2 separate regions of the Mus musculus genome follow, and region 2 is linked to region 1. A link is a contact called in public promoter capture Hi-C data. All regions are on one chromosome and are shown on one strand. The core of a region is the stretch at or near the end of the contact, and the rest is flanking DNA. Distances in the headings are between cores, read along the strand shown. Region 1 holds the start of Bcat2 (branched chain aminotransferase 2, mitochondrial). Region 2 holds the start of Ptov1 (prostate tumor over expressed gene 1).

Evidence for each region. Capture Hi-C pulls out chosen DNA fragments and counts their contacts.
Region 2: a promoter capture Hi-C map of adipose tissue shows a contact between it and region 1. The contact joins the promoter of Ptov1 here to the promoter of Bcat2 in region 1. A contact is called at or near these places in 4 of 39 promoter capture datasets (cranial neural crest, liver and pre-B cells) and 2 of 9 other capture datasets (adipose tissue and pancreatic islet).

Annotation. Positions count from the first base shown.
Region 1 is chr7:45,567,439-45,572,743 of GRCm38.p6, forward strand. Bcat2 (branched chain aminotransferase 2, mitochondrial) reads left to right here and starts at 2,715. Exons shown (of 11, transcript NM_009737.3): 1 at 2,715-2,961. The coding sequence starts at 2,938. 0610005C13Rik (RIKEN cDNA 0610005C13 gene) reads right to left here. Exons shown (of 5, transcript NR_038166.1): 4 at 3,548-3,754; 5 at 357-941.
Region 2 is chr7:44,866,717-44,872,021 of GRCm38.p6, forward strand. Ptov1 (prostate tumor over expressed gene 1) reads right to left here and starts at 2,952. Exons shown (of 12, transcript NM_133949.2): 1 at 2,635-2,952; 2 at 659-796; 3 at 477-559; 4 at 344-401; 5 at 94-201. The coding sequence starts at 2,805.

The DNA.
Region 1 (5,305 bases), core at 1,465-3,964:
GGGATTCTAAGCCAGTGCTCCACTTCTGAGTCAAGCCCCACCTCTTACTAGGGGCTCTACCATGGAGCTACACATTGCCAGCTCCCCATCCAGCATTTCCCACCTCCAATTCCAACCATCTTTGTCCCAGCTTCAACCCCAACACCTTAGGCTCTCCACCCACTTGCCATTCACCCTTCACTCATGAAAACAATTTGCAGCCGGGCGGTGATGCACTCAGGAGGCAGATCTCTGTGAGTTCGAGACCAGCCTGGTCTACAGAGTGAGTTCCAGGACAGCCAGGGCTATACAAAGAGAAACGCTGTCTTGAAAAATAAATAAAATGACAAAAAGGAGAAAATAAAAACAACTGGCATCCAGAAAGAAGACATTTATTTCCTGTTCTTCACACGAGTCTATCCACACTAGCATTGCTTCCTCCCCAGATAGTCCACGTGCATTCTTGACTCCAAAGAACTCTATCTCCCAGAGGCCTCGCAGCAGGCACCAACTCCTGTCTCCAGGGAGCACACTTCCGCTTCACCTCTGTGCTAATTAAAATGCTCACTGGGAAGAATTAAAGGGTCAACTGGAAGATAATGAAGGAGGCGCAAAAGAGCCTGCTTTATTCTTGGCCCTTAGGGGAGAAGAGTTTTGCTCTCTTTGCCAGTGCAATAGTGACAGTGGCTGCCGCTGTAAGGCGGCATAGAGTTGAGACATGTGGGTCAGAGGGAGGAGGCTGGCATTTGTTTTCCTTAGTTTGGAGCTGAAGGACACCGCGGGGGTGTGCTGGGGGAGGAACAGGCTCTGGACACTCCCCAGGTTGGGCACGGGGCGCCCCAGCTTCCGCACACCCTAGGTAAGGGGTGGAACTGCAAAATCGCTGTGGATTGGCCAAGGCAGAGGTGTGCGGCAATCGCTGATTGGTCGCGGCGGGGGCGTTTACTGTTGTGCGTTCCGCCCTGCAGTTTGAATCAGTAAGGGAGGAGGTCAGGTTTAGAAATGGAGAGTGGGAGGTGGGGGCGGGGTGAGCAATGTCTGCGGGGGAGCGTGTGTGGTGTGGTTTGGTTACTGTGCCCTGGGCAGTTTAAAGAACAGTGATCCGGTGTTGGGATTTGGGAGCAGTTGTGGCTGTAGAGCCTGAGAACATTCTGCAGAATTATAGAGACTCAGCAGAAGCTTCTTGTGTGTGTGTGTGTGTGTGTGTGTGTTCTGGCACCGATTGTCTAACTACCTCTGAAGCCTTAAAGGTGGAGAGCTAAGGATGAAGGGGTGTGGTTTGAAGCTGTAGGCTGATGTGAGGTCCTGTAATGATTTGAAGTATGAAATTTTTTTGAGCTTCTTAGGAAACTTGAAGGAGGCACAATGAACCATGGACCTGAGAACACATACACACCCCCCTCTGTGTGTGTACTCAAGCACTTATCTCAGAATTACAATGAACATGTTATCTCCTTGTGCAGAGTGAGGCGTCTTAGCTTCTAGCCATCATCTTTCTCCAAAGTCCTATTTCTTTTTGTCTCATTTGAGACAAGAGTTTAGCTTTCTCACTTAGGGTGCTTTTTTATTTGCAACAAACCTCCTGCCTCAGCTAGGCCTGGCTTAAAGTACACTTTCTCTGATCCACTGGCATTTACAGTGAACTGTTTCTTTTTTTTTTTTTTTTTTGGTTTTTTGAGACAGGGTTTCTCTGTGTAGCCCTGGCTGGCCTGGAACTCACTCTGTAGACAGAGTTGGCCTCGAACTCAAAATTCACCTGCCTCTGCCTCCCAAGTGCTAGGATTAAAGGCATGCGCCACCACACCCGGCTGCGCTGTTCCTTTTTATCAAAGCCGTCTGGCCCGCTTTGCCACTGATGATAGTTCCTGTGAATGTGCATTGTTGTTCTTGCTTTATTTTTAGAAAAGCGTTTTATAGCAAGCAGTGGTGGCACACCTTTAATTTCAGCTTTGGAGGCAGAGGCAGGAGGATCTCTGTAAGTCTGAGGACAACCTGGTTTACTTACCGAGCTAGTTCTAGGACAACCTGGGCTACACAGAGAAACACTGTCTCTAGATAGATAGATAGATAGATAGATAGATAGAAGAAAGAAAAAATGTTTTAAACTTTTTGTGTATGTGTATTGCCTGCACATATGTTAGTGTATCATGTGCATGCCGGTGCCTGTGGAACTCGGAAGAGGGCACAGAATCCCTTGGAACTGGAGTTACAGGCACTTATGAGCTATGTGGGTGCTAGGAACCAAGCCCGGTCCTCTCTAAGAGCAGCCCAGTACTTTTAACTGTTGCGCCCTCTTTCCAACCTCTTTTTTTTGTTTGTTTGTTTTTCGAGACAGGGTTTCTCTGTGTAGCCCTGGCTGTCCTGGAACTCACTTTGTAGACCAGGCTGGCCTCGAACTCAGAAATCCTCCTGCCTCTGCCTCGAGTGCTGGGAGGCAGTGTTTTAAGGCAGGGTCTTACCAGATAGCCCTGGCTGGCTTGGAACTAATTAGGTGGCTCAGAATGGTTTTGGACTCACAGAGATCCTTCCACCTGTCTCCCAAACGCTGAGCTTAAGACGTGTGCCACCATGCTCGGCGACATATACAAAATTTAGAGGTCTGGATCTGTTCCCAGGGGTTAGAGCGCTTCCCAAACATTCACGAGCCCACGGATTCCATACTCAGATGCCAAACAAAAGCCAAAGTAAATGCCTAGCTGGGAGTGAGTGTGGCTGTGGTAGAGCAGGGTAGGGTGGAGGCGAGGAGGGAGAGAGTGCGGCAGGTCGGGACCGTTCCCGCGCAGGATCTTCACAGCAGAGCCTGGGTCCCTGTGGTCCCAGAACTAAGGACGGCCTGGCAGAAGTGAGGCTCGACACAGCAGCCATCTGCGGGAGGGGGCGTGAGCAGGGCGGGGCCCGAATGCCTTTCACCAGGCCGCGCCCCAGGCGGGCACAGTCACCAGCCGCACACACCGGATCATGGCTGCAGCCACACTAGGACAGGTGGGTGCGTGGCCGGCCGGCGCTGGGGGCTCTGGGGGACCTGATGCGGGGGGGGCGCACTTCCGGGTGGACCACTGGCGCGCAGCCTTTCCGGCTTGGCGTCATTCCTCTGTGCCTCGGGTTCCGCTGCCCAGCACGGAGGCGGATGGACCCCCCCTTGGGAAGAAAGACGGGGCTATAACGGGCGGGCGGCAGAATGGGTAGACAGGAGTGGGGCGCGAGAGGTGCCTGAACCGGGAGCTCGGACGTGGGGAGCCATGGAGGAGGACTATAATGGGAGAAGTACAGGGTGGGGTGGATGCGGGGAAGTTGTGGCTGGGGCATGCAGCCTGTGTGTGTTAAGGACCAGTTGCTCTTGGGTTCCTTTAGACAAGGGGCCCAGGACCTCTTGGGACTTAGTGTATGGCTTGGCGCAGGGTCTTGGGTGGGAATTGAACCCAAGATCTTATTTCTTGGAACAAAAAGCACATGTCGATGTGTGCAGTGTCTGAGGCTCTCTGTACCTGGTTTTGTAATCCCAGTCAAGTTTCTGTCTGTCAAAATGATAAAAGATCCTCCAGACCAGAAGACTTCAGTCAGTGCTTACCGATGGTGTCAAGCGGTGTCATAGATGGAGAATCTATGATATTTCGTTTGTTTGTTTGTCTTTTCGAGGTAGGGTTTCACTGCATACTCCCAGCTGTCCCGTTGCTCTGTAGACCACCAGGTTGGCCTCGAACTCTGCCCGCCTCTGCCTTCTGAGTCCTAGAATTAAAGTCCTGGGCCACCACTGCTGAGCTTGAGAGTCTGTGATCTTAAGAGAACGTGATAAATAAGTGTGGAAACAGCTGGCCATAACCTTGGGGGAAAGCGTTTGCTGTTAGCTCCCACCTGCTTATCAGAAGTTCTCGCTCCAGGCTGGCGAATTCCTGAACAAACCTTTAAGTCCCCCAGTTCTTAGTGACAGACAGAAATGTTCTATGCAGATGGTCTTGGGATATGACGGGGACAAGAATCTAGGCTCTGACTGTGTGGTGGCCTTGGATGGATACAGCATTGCCATACTGGACCAATCTCTAATTCTAATGGGACAGAACTGGGTTCTGAAGACAGTTTTACCCTGTAATGGAGACACTTTGAACATGAGCCTGCTCAGAGCTATGAGTATCTAGTGGTGAGTGTCCACAAAGTGAAATTTTGGAGTATAGAGGAACCTGCTGGCTGGGGTTTGCAAGGACTGTCTTACAGGGACTAGCCTAGACTGGCATTGGGATACTCTGAGTCTGAAAGAAACAGCCCTTCAACTGGCCAAGGACAACCCTGGCTGTAGAGGGGAACATGTTTGGGATGGGGTCAGGAAACAGCCCTGAGCTGTGTTAGGACACTATGTTGCTCTATAAGGGACTGTCCTGAGGTGACTGGTTGTATCTGAGCCTTGGACTTCTACAAATCTGATGGAGAGTCTGTCCTATGATGAGGACAGCCTGGGGCTATGTGAGGAGATAGCATGGTGTAGGGACAGTTATCTGAGACAGGACAACACCTTACTATGATAATTATTTTGCTTACTTTTGGCGTGAGAGTGGAGCTTTGGCAAGAACACCTGATCTTTGATGGATACTGTGTTTCAGTTCTGGGCTGCTGGGATGTGAAAGGAGCATGGGCAAACCACAGGGAACCCTGCCCAGCACCCTCCCCTTTAATCTCTGAACTCTGCTTCCACTCTTTTCTACTTCCTGTAGCCCCCACCCCCAACCCCCATCTAGCTTCCTTCTTTAAGCTTAATTCTTATCCTATGGTATGGGGGAGGGGTGTTCTTTGAGCCAAGAGAAGACTACTGTTGGCCTTACAGAATTGCTCCAGGAAGACAAAGGTAGCACTTCCGAGGTTGCAAGAGCTCTGTGCCAGCTCAGACTCATCATCTCTTGACACAATGCCTTTTCTGTGCCTCAAGGCTGTGTGATGTTTCTCTCCCTCCATTCCCCTGGATCTCTCTCTCTCTCTCTCTCTCTTTCTCTTTTTTTGGTTTTTTGAGACGGGGTTTCTCTGTATAGCTCTGGCTGTCCTGGAACTCACTTTTGTAGACCAGGCTGGCCTCGAACTCAGAAATCCACCTGCCTCTGCCTCCCAAGTGCTGGGATTAAAGGTGTGCGCCATCACCACCCGGCTCCCCTGGATCTCTTTAGCTTGGGCTGGGCTTGAGCTTTTGATCCTCCTGCTTCACCCTCCCGAGTTCTGTGACGACGATGGGTTTGTGTTACCAAACCCAGTTTAGAGTTTCTTTGACTCTCTGCTTTTCCCTTCCCTCCTGGTATTGCCCACCCCTGCCCCTTTCTCCGTTACATTTTGGTTGCCTGTGGGTCCC
Region 2 (5,305 bases), core at 1,702-4,201, 700 kb before region 1:
CCTGGAAATGACCACTCGGAGAGGGACGGGAAGCCTCCCACTACAGGACAGAACTAGGTTCCCCCCCCCACACTGTCCCCCACTCCCACTCACGAAGCCATTGCCCATGATGCGGCAGAGGCCCTTGAGGGAGTCACAGTCTCTGTTGGTGAAGTGGAACTGGGCCAGCTGAGAGTTTCGGAACAGGGGACCCAGTGTGGTCTGTGGATGACAAGTGGAGCCAGTGATCACCGTGAGGCAAGGGTGGGGGAGATTCTGGGGTGGAAGTTTGGCTCTGGGGGCAGGACTTGGGATACATGGGTGGGGCCAGGGTTTGGGGGGGGCAGAGCCCCACTAATCTCACCAGCAGCTGCTGTGGGATGAGCTGCATGATCAACTTCTGGGGCCACTGGTCCGTCTCCCTGCAGTAGGGGGTGCATCAGAAGCCATGCCCTGCATCCTAGGCCGCCCCAGGCTCTGCCCACTCCCACACTCACAGGTTCTCGCCCTGGTTCACATAGGCCTGGCAGGGCAGGGTGCGTTTCAGCTTGGCTGTGGAGTCCGAGAAGGGTCTACGCTTCTGCGGGTGGGCGGGTGGGGAGACTCAGCAAAGTGCCCGGGCCCCTCCCCCCCATGCCTTCCACCCACTCAGAGATTTGGGTGGCCCAGCCAGCCTCACCTCCTGCCACTCCAGCACGCCACTCCAGGCCAGCAGTTTGTTGCTGAGCCGGTGCTCGTTCACTGCGAGGCCCCCAAGAGTCAGCCCAGGTGAAGAGGGCCCGATAGGCCCCAGGGCTCCAAAGACTCGAGCACCCTCCTGCAGCAGAGGGGAGAATTCCTAGGTCATTCCAGGTTAGGCGTTTCCGCACATCCTGGAGGGGTCACCCTCAGGTCCAGACTCAAGTCCCTGGGCACACACTTCCGGTCCTGACGCCTTCCCCAGCAGGCCAGACCTCAAAGCTTGACCTTCAGATCAATCTGTCAGAAAACTGTGGGCAGCATCACCCCTAAGAGGAGCCTCCCACAAAGGATAGCCTTCACTGAGGACCGCAATGTGGCAGCAACCAGAAACCAAGTAAATAGAACACCCTGGAGGACAATTGGGGGGCGGGGGAGGGGGGAATCCTAAGGAAGCTAGAGTCTACCTGAACCAAAACGTTTACCTGAATGCATGCTGAACAGTGGTGCCAAACATGGCCACGTGTCCCCTCCTCCACCCCAGGGTGCAAACTAAACTCTTTTTCCGGCCAAAACATTTCCAAAAGACCAGTCGGTCTCCTGGGCCAGTCTCTAACCAGACTAGACACACTCCAGGCCAGAGACCCTTCTGATTGTCACCAACGCATCTCTGCTCTCTGCTAAAGCTCGTGAGTCCTTTATACCCGGTGTGATGACAAACCAGAAAGTTCTCCCGGTGACTTAAGTAGCAGAAGAGCCTAGGTCTTCACTGCTGAGGGGCCTTCCTGATGGTTCTGCAGACCCAAGCCCTCAGGATTACAGCAAATCCGCACACTGGCTGCCTGGGCTGGGTGTGCAGTGAGACACTACAAGTGTCAGCATGTACACCACCACACAGTCGGTGAAAATCAGGCAAACACACTTAGGAACCTAAACAAAATCCAAAACTATTCAAGTGCGGGGTGAGGGATAACCATTAAGAGGCTTGTGTGTTTGCCTGCACCCAAAAACACCTGTATGCCCACAACAGCAGGGAAACAAACTAGGAACATGAAGCCCACTAAGCGCCAAGTTCGTGTTTACGCATGCCTGATTTGCTGTTTGCGCACTGCATGGCCAGAGCCAAGTCACATTTGTAGAAAAGGGACACATATGAGGACCCCAGGAAGGGCTCCCAACACCAAGAGAAAACTTCAAGCCTAGGCTGTACTACAGCGAGGGGTGTGTCTGCGTTCCTCAGGTGATCCAGGCGACAGACCCGCCTCAGCTCCTCGGAGAACAACGTCGTCAGAAGTCTGAAGTGGTCAGTACCACGCCAGGGAATAGCTTACCGCTGGCCAAGCATGCGCAGGTGTGGCCACGAGTCCACCATCACAATGGGGGCAATTTTGTTGCCCCAAGAAAATCTCAATGTTTCTAGAAAGTGCGCGCACGTTTACTGAGTGGACAAAAAGGTGACAACCCCACGAACTTACAGAGCTGAATATTTACCTTAAGCTTTATCTTAAGGCTTAAGGTCTGGGCTAGCTGCGGGGCGGGCGGGTATGCAAATAGAGGGACTGTCCACAATCGCCATCTGGCCCCGGGGGACAACGCCCCCGCGAGCAACAGCTGGGCGCGCGTGTAAGCGCCGGGCTCCTCCACCGGCCGCTTCGCGCATTTCCAGACCCGGAGGCCGAGGACCAACTTTGCAATTGGAAAAACAAGCGTGCACCCCAGGCGCCCCCCGCGCGCGTGTGCAGCCGGCCGCGCAGTCAGCAGTAATTCGAACCCGCCCCGCCTCCGTACCCCGCCCCCCGCCCAGCCCGCCGCGCAACAAAGGGGAGCGCCCAGAGCCGATCAAGGACTGATCCCGGACCCCTGGGTGCGCCCTCCCGCGGGAGGCCCGTGGGCGCTGCGGACAAAGGCGCCCGCCAGGGGAGGGGTGGCGGGGCGGGGCGTGCGTGGAAGGCTCTGGAAACAGGCCGTGGGACTCACCATGGGAGGGGCCGAACGAGCCCGGATCCGCGGTGGCTGCGGGCCTCGAGGACCGCCAGGCCAGGAACGTGAGCGCACGGCGCGGACGACCAGGGGCCGCGGTGGCCGGCCACGACCTCCGAGGGGGCCCCCGGCGCCGGAGCGGTGCGGGGCACGGCGCGGGCGGACCATGGCGGGTGGGAGGCCGTGGGCCTCACGGGGGGCTGCGGGTCCGCCGACCGACAGGCGCGGGCGCGCGGCTTCGGGGAGAAGCGGAGCGGGACCGCGGCGGGGGACGCGCCGCTGAGGGGTCGCCGCGGCCGAACCACTGCAGCGAACAGGGGAGCCCGGCGCCAACCAACGCGAAGCTGGGGGGAGATGCGGGGGGGGTGGGCTGGCGCCTACCAACGTGGAAGAAGAGGGAGAGCCGGGACCAACGCCGGGGAGAGGAGGAGCCGGCGCTAACCAACAGACTATGGAGCTGGGGAGCCAGCGCTGACAAACAGGGATGGAGGACTGTAAGGGGGTGTGGCTGGAGCAAACCAAGAAGGTCAGGGAGGGAGGGTTTCAGACTTGGAAATGACAAGAGAGAAACTGTGCTACAAGAGTTCGAGCTGGTGAGACAATACCAAGTCCTCACTGCTGGAGGGACAGAAGGCGGTAGACAGGATAATGGGTGGCGCGACGGAACCTACCACCAGACTGAGGGGTAGATGTAGGAACCAGGCGTTCTTGCCTCTTGGAGGCGGTGACGTGGCAAGGTGGCTAAAAGACTACAACTTCCAGCGGGTCTCTCGCAGCCTGGGCGTGACCAGCATAGCTGCTGGCCCATTTGTCCAGGGTCTGCCCACTGTTGCTTGGGCCTTCTAGCAGTTGCCTTACCCAGATCACGTTCTTGATCTGAAAGGACTGTGCAGTGGCATTTCTTGCTTCCGTTTGTTTTTAACCTGTGATACTATCCAGCCTTAGATTATCTGCGCTCGATGTAAGTGGCGTTGTGTTTACGCAGTGTTAGCTTATGCACCCAGGCTGACCTCGAACTCCTAAGCCTTCTGTCTTCACCTTTAATTGGGTGTGCACTACTACACGTGGCTGTTAAACTATATATAGGGTGCTGAGGTTTGAATTTATAGCCTCTTGCATGCGAGAAGTTCCCTCCTGCCTTCTTTTAAACTAGAAAACCTATTTGGACTATACTTTGTTCTTCCTTGCTGATTCATACACTACTTTAACCAAATTATATCAGGCCCCTGACAGCACACCCAAGCTATGATGCCTGTCACCTGGAGCAAATGTCCTGGCAGTAGGCTGGCTTTTTAAAAATCTCGTGTTTTATAATTGATTTAAAAAGCTAAACTGGAAGGTGAGCAGCAAGAGAGGTCACCTGGTCCTTGTCTGCCACCAAGCCTGACAACCTGGGTTCAATTTCCCTAAACCCTATGGTGGGAGGAGCAAAGAGACCCTTACAAAGTGCTCCCTGAGCCCCACACAAGTCCTGTGTCACATGTGCACATAATTCAGAGTCTGCTTGCACTTCAAAGTGAGCTCAAAACCTGATTGGGCAACTGACTTAATACGACAGCCTTGTCTCATAATTAATAAACAATAATAATAGAGATTGAGTAGTGACACTAGGCATTAATTAAAAGGTACGGGAAGCCGGGCGTGATGGCACACGCCTTTAATCCCAGCACTCGGGAGGCAGAGACAGGCGGATTTCTGAGTTTGAAGCCAGCCTGGTCTACAGAGTGAGTTCCAGGACAGCCAGGGCTACACAGAGAAACCCTGTCTCGAAAAACCAACCAACCAAAAAAAAAAAAAAAAAAAAAGGTAAGGGAAAAGGGTCACACCAACTTCATGAGATTGAAGCCAGCCTGGTCTACATAAAAGTCTCCATAGCAACAACAGTAAGGAATCCAGGCAGAGCCCAAAGCCCACTAGTGGAGCAGGTTGGCTGCAAATGAAGTTGATGGCAGCAGTGGCAACAACTGATTTTGAAGCTGAGCCCAAAGGGTTTTGCAGGGCGACAGAGATAAAGGGTGAAGAACAAAGCCAGGACTTCACAACTGTCAAGGGCAAGCAGTTTCTTTTGTTTTTCATGACAGAGTTTGTCTGTGTAGTTCTGGCTAGAACTTGCTCTGTAGACCAGGCTGGCCTTGAACTCACAGCCACCTGCCCCTGCCCAAGTGCTAGAATTAAAAGCATGTACCACCACCTTCCAGACCTACTACAGATTTTATAATCCTTGCAAGTTTGTGGACAGGCAGGGCTAAACATTTGACAGACTGTCTCAAAAATGGGAGGTGCTGCAAAGACGGCTCAGCAATTAAGAACACTGCTCTTCCAGAGGATCCAAGTTGTATTCCAAGTACCCAGTGGCAGCTTCACAAATATGTATGATTCCAGTGCCAAGGGATCAGATGCCCTCTTTGGGCCTCTACAGGCACCAAGCACATACAGACATACATTCAGGCAAAACACCCATAAACATAAAGGAAACATTTAAAATAATTAAAAGAAAGCAAGAGAAAATCAGGTGTAATGGTGTAGTTACAATTTTGGGATTTTTTTTTTAAATTTATTATATGTAGGCACACTGTAGCTGTTTTCAGATACACCAGAAGAGGGCATCAGATCTCATTAGGGATGGTTGTAAGCCACCATGTGGTTGCTGGGATTTGAACTCAGAACC